Linked DNA regions of Gossypium hirsutum: region 1 is linked to region 2. Evidence: chromatin contacts called from public Hi-C data. All regions are on one chromosome and are shown on one strand. The core of a region is the stretch at or near the end of the contact, and the rest is flanking DNA. Distances in the headings are between cores, read along the strand shown.

What was found. Hi-C and Micro-C count contacts between places; a contact is called where the count stands out from the background.
Region 1: a Hi-C map of leaf shows a contact between it and region 2, with 2.7 times the contacts expected there. The contact joins the promoter of LOC107930653 here to the promoter of LOC107960316 in region 2. A contact is called at or near these places in 7 of 34 Hi-C or Micro-C datasets (leaf and seedling).

What each region holds. Positions count from the first base shown.
Region 1 is chrA01:44,218,444-44,222,584 of Gossypium_hirsutum_v2.1, reverse strand. LOC107930653 (ATP synthase subunit d, mitochondrial) reads right to left here and starts at 1,719. Exons shown (of 5, transcript XM_016862345.2): 1 at 1,385-1,719; 2 at 1,080-1,161; 3 at 54-118. The coding sequence starts at 1,555. LOC107930633 reads right to left here. Exons shown (of 4, transcript XR_005925593.1): 4 at 3,498-3,986.
Region 2 is chrA01:43,629,394-43,633,460 of Gossypium_hirsutum_v2.1, reverse strand. It overlaps LOC107960316 (3-phosphoinositide-dependent protein kinase 2), which reads left to right and starts at 2,547. Exons shown (of 11, transcript XM_016896635.2): 1 at 2,547-3,136. The coding sequence starts at 2,936.

The DNA of each region.
Region 1 (4,141 bases), core at 470-2,969, 590 kb before region 2:
ACCAAAACCACTGAGACAGGTAAAAGAGGATCAAGAATGCTGTTGATTCTCACCAATGCATCAAATTTCGGTTTGAATTGAGGAGTGACTGTGTCAACAAACTTGGGGATCTCTACGCCTGAAAGGAAGCATATAAAATGTGTAAAGATTAGAGTTAATAACTCAAAATGTATATAAAATTAAAACAGATGAAATCACAAACTCCCCACAGCTTCATCGAAACCACTCACACAATAAACAACCGTGGATTCCAAAAGTTGTAGCCAAGTGACAACCCGGTTAGACAAATTCTATAATCAAAGCAAAAAAATTACACTAAAGAAAGAGTTAAACATTGTAACTAACCAGTATGGCAAGTAAACAGTGAAAAGGAGGCAGCTCCATTTAACACAGTTAATTCCAAGAAGGTGCTCGTGGAACACCTTACCGTAAAAAAAAACCTGAAAATCATCTAGTTCATTGGTTGAGTAACATTGTTCTTTTCTTTTCTTTTCTTTTTGTAACAAATAAAGGTCTGAGTTAAAGGTTATTTTACATCAAACATCCAAAGCATAGGAGTAATGAGAATCATAGTTGTTCTATAGAAACTTTTACAGCGTTTTGGACAAGAATCTGGTTTATATACAACAAGAATCACGTTTATATACAATATTAAGAACTTACCTATAAAAAATATAACAATCGATGAACACAACATCCTTATAGGCAATATGGCCATCGGAATAGGTTTAACAAAGATAAAAAATATCCACAATCGAAGAATGGATGACAGAATTAAATTCCACACTTCACTAATTATTTTGAGACAATAAAAACGAAAAAGGAACATTGTAGCTAGTCAAGGTGACCATATCATCATCCGACTCATAAAATTATCATCTCATAACAGGAAGCACAGCTTAAACAACAGTTAATTCAATTCACAAATCGAGGAAACTGCAACCATGTGAAGACTTCAAACATGAGGTAAGTAGACCATTTTTATGCTTTTAGGAACCCTACAACAGATCTAAGAATAAAGGGGGCAACTAGGAAATAGTATAGAATGAAAACTCAACCATGACAGAAAAAAAACTTACTCTCATAAGCCTCTTTGTACATATCCACCAATCGCGAGCCGATTCCTTTTCTATAATATTCCCAATCGATAGGCTCAGGTTCCTGCTTAACAGAATCAGATTATCACCAAGAAAGTTAATACAAGCATCAAATGAAAAATCACCCTTAATGACAAATAGAAGCTTCAAAAATGATTATTTATTTCAATAAATAACATTAATCAACCAAAAAAAAGACTAAAACCCTAAAGATCTAATTATAGATTAACCCAAAGGTCCTAAGTTATTAAAAAAACCTGAGATGGGAGAGAATAGAAAACCCTAACCTGGCTGAACTTGGTCTGTAAAGTGGAGTTAACTTCATCGAAAGTGCGACGAAGAGTGGCGAACTCTTTGCGAGCCTCATCGGAGACCAAAAGCTTCGCCATCCCTTCCCAATCAATGCTCTTTCCTGCTTTGAAAGCCACATCTACTACTTTCTTTCCTGCTCCGCTCATTTTCTCGCACTTTCTCGCTTCCCAAACGTAATATTTTTTTCTCCACAACTTTTTTGGAGATGACTGATGAAGGCTGCTGCTTCTTGTTTAGGGAAATGAAATAATAATCTTAAATGGGCATTTTGATGTTTAATTGTGGACAAAATTGGAATTTTGAGAATTTTAAGATGGACCGGTTCGATGTACTTAGTTTGGGCTTAATCCAAATACCTCTGGTCCGACCCATGATAGATCGGGCTTATGTGTCAACCAATTAGAAGTTTTGGACCGGGTTCATTAATTTATAAAACTCTTGCTTAAAACACACGCAAAAAAAAAATATATATATATATATAAACTTTTTATATTATTAATATTTTAATAATTTATCTATCACGCCTATTCAGTTTGGTATAAATTAAAAAAATTTAACTATTTATTTTATATGAAAAAACCTTTCAATCATTATATATATTGACAATATTTTAAAATTGATAAGATGAAATATATAATTGATTTTATATACATAACAAGTACAAATATATTAAAAAATTTAATTGTTAGATTATTGAAACATTAATTATATAAAAAATTATGAAAAAGTGTAAAATTACTGATGTAAATAAATTCCTCTCTTGTGAAAAAAATGTTTAAAAGGCGAACAATCCGCCATCAATCTAATAAGGTGGGCTCAACTTAGATTAAGCATGGAAAAAAGGATTTTTTTGACCTCTAACAAATTTAACCTGACTCGAATTACTATTTATTAATGAAAATATATTTCATTTAAATTTAATTACAAAAATATTAAGAGTTTTTTTTTAAAATTTCAAATGATTTAATAGTTTGACAAAAAATTATATCACATTTTATTTTTAAATTTAATTCACGGATTGAGATAGTCTGATCCAAGTTCGGTCTGGGCTTAAGCATGATATTAACACACTTTATATTTGCTCAAACCCTGCTTGGCTCGAAATACAAGTTTAAAATTTTACCCAAGCCCATCCATATTTTAAAAATTTTATATACTTTTTCATTTATTAAAATTTTATATAAAATTATCTTAACATTTTTTAATGTTTATATTATAGTAGTATTATATATTATTATAGATTTAATTTTTATGTGTTATACATTATATAATATATAAAAGTAACATAATATAAAATATTACAAATTTAAAAATAGGTTGGATCAAGCTCAAGTCTTGAATGCTCAAGTCCAATCCATATTTTAAACGGGCCAATTATTCTTGCACAAACCCTCCCAAATTTCAGATAGGTCTTTAAGTCTAAATAAATAGCTCGACCCATGAATAAATTTACTCAGGAGCTGCTTATGTTTACGATATCCTTTTTATTTTTATTTTGAGCTAAAAATATTAAAAGCTTAAGGCTAAATGCTTAAATTAGAATGTAACATTTTAAGAGTTGCTCATTTAAGGATTAAACCTTTCAAAATGATCATATAAAGACTTAACCTTCACAAAAATCTTTAAATAAGAATTTTTCATGCACTTCAATCCAGTTTATAGTAAAAATTAAGTAAAGTTGACAGGTTTAGAATAAAACACATAACTACTGCATAAAAAGGAAAAAAAATAAAAACATAATTTAAAACTTCGTATATGATAATTGAGAAACAATTTTGAAAGATTTGACAGAGCATTTTATAAAAGATTAAACCATTATATGACCATTTTAAAAGATTTAACTTTACATGAACAACCTCTAAAATGTTGAGCTCAATTTGAACATTTAGCCAATTGTTGACTGAATTCCAAATAGTTTTTTTTTTTTAATATCATTACAAATTGAAAGAAAAAGAACCTTTACTATCATACAATAATTTTATCATTTTATAATTCTAAATGTGATTATGTCAACGAATTTAAAATAAATTAAAAAAAGAAGAAGATAATATTAAATTTCATAACTGCGTATAAAATATAACAAGAAAATCATAAATAAGTTTGCATTTTACTCTATTTTTAGCTTATAACATTGTTCGTGACTTTTACCAAAAAAATCTGGATACCTATACGTTTTCATCATAATAGCATTCATTAACCTTAGGAATCCAAGATTATCCAAACTCGAAAAATCCAACTGTCAAATTTGAAATGACCCAATTTGAACTAAAAAAAAAAAAATCCAAACCTAATATTTTTAAAACTCAAAATGATCGGACCCAAACCAACCAGACCCACCCATAACGGCATTCTCCGCTTATTCAGCACCAACTTCGACGGTTCCTAATCATCATCATCAGTAAGAACAAGTTACACGCAAAGACAGCATCAATGGCAGAACCCAATGCTGCCCCAAGTTCTAAGGACTTGGGTCATTCAGGGGATTTGTTGTTGATAAACTATCTTCCGTGAAACAAACATTCAATACGAAAAAATCTTCCACTGAACAAATAGACCCTAAATGCTAGCAATTGATTTCTGTCAGTAAGAAGAATACTTTCAATCATGTTATCTTGTGTCTTGAAACATGCAAAACTCATGATCATGGTATTGACAAAACAACCACAACAGGAAAATTACTGTTGGGAAATCGAAATATATGAAAGCCAAACTCTAACAAGAGGACTATGCTC
Region 2 (4,067 bases), core at 1,298-3,797:
AAACGATTGGTGGCGACTCCCAACTTTTTTGTTTTCAAAAGTCGATTTCCCATTTTCAAAAAAATGGTTTCGACATTGACCATAGGCGAGTTTTCAAAAGTAGATAGTGTAAGCTGGTGAGATGAGTTTGATTGCGGTAGTATTCGGTAGCGGATACTTCAGATCATAGAAAGTTGTATCCGCCAAGTATGGCGTGTTAGCTCGTCAGTTTGAGTCTGACCTTTTATTGCCTGATGGTATGTATTGTGGGATGTATGTCCCAGGAACTCACTAAGTTCTTACAAACTTATTCCGTTATTTCTTCCTATTTTTAAGTTCTTAGGCTGAATGTAGTGATCGGCCATTTGTGAGACTTCTTTATGTTTCGTGGGTAACATGTAATTGCTGGGGGTATTAGGATGATTCTTAGATGCCACCATTTAAAAATCATTAAATTGTATTTTGAAACAATATTTTGTACTTCGAATGTTTATTGACGACCTTGTTGGCTTATAATCAATTGTGGGTTATAGTACTTTCAAATTAAATTAAGTAGAGTTTTAAACTACAAGCTCGAGCAATAACTCGAAAGGAAATTTCGTTTGATTTTATGAATATTTTCTAAACCGACTTCAAAGGCTATAAACTCGTATCTTTAAACTTTTAAAGTGGTGTGGTACCATTTTAAAAATTTTGATTTCAATTATATATATTTTCTAGTTAGTTGAATGCCACTCTAGTAAATGGGTACCCTCCTAAGGAAGATGTTGAAAGGTTTAGTGTTTTCAACGATTCGGCTCGTGGCACTTCATATCTTAATCCAACGAACGGGTTGAGCGTGGGAAATTACAATGGACAGTGAACCTCAACCCTTTATCATTTTCATTGCTAAAAGTAAAAAGGAAAATATTGTGTTTCAGCTAGAAAATATCAATCGTACCTTTAATAGGCCAAAATTTCAGAATAACTACTTTCAAATATCCCGGTTAATACCTTTCTTAGACATGAAATATGGGTTAACTTCCCATATCTTTGCAGCCCTAGGAGTTGGAAGCTTTCATTGCAATGTGTAGGGCCATATGACATGTTCCTTTGTTCTGTATAAATACTATCAATCTCCAAGAACTAAGTCATAAGAGAAAAGCAAGAAAAAAAAGTACAAAGAGAACAGAAAAAAGTTTACATAAAGAGACAAAGCATCACTTTAGTAAAAATATAAAAATTATTCACTATTGTTTAGACTTTATTAACTTCACCGTCCATTGTTGCCCTACTTTTTAAATAATAATCAACTCATATTTTAATTAAAATTTAAGGTGTTATTTTTACTATCGTATATTTTTTTGTAATGTTTATTATTATTTTTATAAATATGAATTTGTTTTTATGTTTTATTTTTATGGAGAAGTCAAGATTGTGGAGTTTGTTTCCATGTAATAGGTGACGTCCCAATCAAAGGGCCGTTCCAATGCTTTTCTTTGGGAACCCACTTGGCCCACATTTCTTGCCTACACGTAACCTGGGTCCTACCGCCCATGCTTTGGACCTACTTACTACTCTCAATAATTATAATTTACTCTATTTTATTCAACACGTAATTGAATTTCAATTTAAAAGCGTTTTCATTATCGAATTTTTATTTTTAATATTCACAAAGAAAATTACGAAATTAGATACCAATTCATAAATCTATATTGAAAACAAATAAAAGAGAAGAAGATAATTGATTAAAAAAAAAGTATAATTACATATATATATATTGTTAATTTAACTTTTATCCTTTTTAAGTTAAAAGTCAAATAATTTTTTTTAAACACCTAAAATATTAAATTTTTAACGATGTTAGCTTGGTAATTCACTTGATAATTCAAGTGTATCTCATCTTATTATAGTAATATTTGTCTTATATATCACATTAATAAATAATTTTAATTTTTTTAAAATTAAAAAATAAAAATAAACAAATTCAAAAAATTAGTATCAAGTGATATGGATTTAAATTCAGGTTAGTAGAGCAATTAAATTAATTTATAAAAAGAATGTAATAAACTTAACCTTCAATCAGGTTTTTTATTTTTGAGAGATTGTTTATGGAGAAAAGAGAAAATGATGTAGCATATATTTATCCTTCATCAAATTCCTCACTTTACATTTCAAATAGAGGGGATTCGAATAATATTTAAATTTTAAAATTACTATTTGCAGATGTGAGTTAAATATTGGAATATAATAGTTATAATTAATTAGTTAGAAACATAATTTATTAAAATAAAACATAAAATATGTAACTAAAATAATTTTAAACCATAAAATTCATTTAGCAAATATTGAATTGGGAAAAAGTTACAGCAATAAAAGAATCAAACTCACAACATTCTTGTTATTGCTTGGTTTTTAAAATTGAATTAGCATTACCATAAATTAGAAACCTACTTTTAATTTAAAATTTACAATCAAATTAAAAGTTATTAACTCAAATCATTCCCAAACTCGTAGCTACAAATCATTATCAATAAATGTTAAAATATTTTAAAAAATATAATTATTCCAACAGATAGTTAGCATACAGACAACTCTTTCACTTTTTTACATATATTAATTTTTTCTTTCTAGGGTTTTGAAATTCCTCAAAAGCTGATCACTCTCATTTTCATCTTTTTTCCCTTTAATATAATATATATATATTTTAAATTATAGTTACACAAATTTGTATAAATTTCATAAAATTATATTATAGTGACAAGAAAAGAATCAATTTCAACTTTTTTTTCCTCATTTTTTCAGAAGAATATTTAAGGAAGATCCAATCTATCTCAATAAAGAGGAAAAAGGATTCTTTTTCTTTTTTTTTCTCTTTGACTGGAAACTAAAATCGAAAAAGAAAAGCTTCTCTCAATAATTATTTTTATTGCTGTGATGTTGTAAAAGGGAAAGTAAGGGGATTTTTGGGAGAGAAATGTTGGCCATGGAGAAGGATTTTGATTCAAAGCTTAGGGTTGAGGGAACTGATGATACTAACAAAGACAATTCTTCTAATACTGTTGCTTCTAACAATGTTCAGAGATCTAAAAGCTTTGCATTTAGAGCTCCTCAAGAGAATTTCAGTATTCAGGATTTTGAACTGGGTAAGATCTACGGTGTTGGTTCTTACTCGAAGGTTAGTTTTTTTTTTTTTTTGTACTTGAGTTTGATTCTAGTCAAATCACTCTAAGTAGATCACACACTGTTTTTGGTTATAATTTATTACTATTATTATTATTATTATTTGCATGTATGCTTGCATGCTTTAATTTATGAACTTGATAGGCAATGATGCTTTCTTTATGAATTGTGTGTTTTTGGTATAAATTTAGCTATCTTTGTGAATTTTGTGGGTTTTTTTGGTAGTGATACAAGCTATTTGAATGAAAGGGAAATAATTTTGCTTAGTTTATAGAAACTTAGTGTAAAGAAAAACATGTTCTGTTGAATAAAAAATGTGTTGTTCTGTTTCTGTTTCCTATATTAGCTGACTGTGTAATATTTAGGCTATGCTTGGAAAGAGGATGAACGGAAAATCTTTTAGCCTACCGCACTCATGTGCATGTTGAACTATCTATGCTTTATTTAGGCTATGTGTGATATTTTACTACCCTCAAATATTTACTTAATCGGTGATAGTTCAACTTGCACATGAGTGGAGTGAGGGATTTTGAGCCTACTGCTTTTCCTTTTACTGCTGGATCAAGATCTTATTTATTTCTCTCTTTTTGTTTTATGTCTTACAGATAATGACATTGATATCAAATATTTTTTTGGTTAATTTTTATGCTGTTCATCTCTTTTTCCCTTTTTTCTCTTTTGTCTTTTCACCATCTCAGAATCTAAATAACTTATTGATAAACACTTTTTATTGTCACTCTTTTAGAAATTTGAGTTTTTGTAAATGTGAGGCTAAATTAAAGTACTTTCTGTTATTTGAGCACTTCAGCCGTGTACTAGACATTAACGATGTGAATGAAGAAGTTTCTGATATTTTTAGTAAATTAATGTATATATTGGATAAGAGCAGAAAAGGCAGAAACTGTCTGTATGGTTAAGACTTAAGA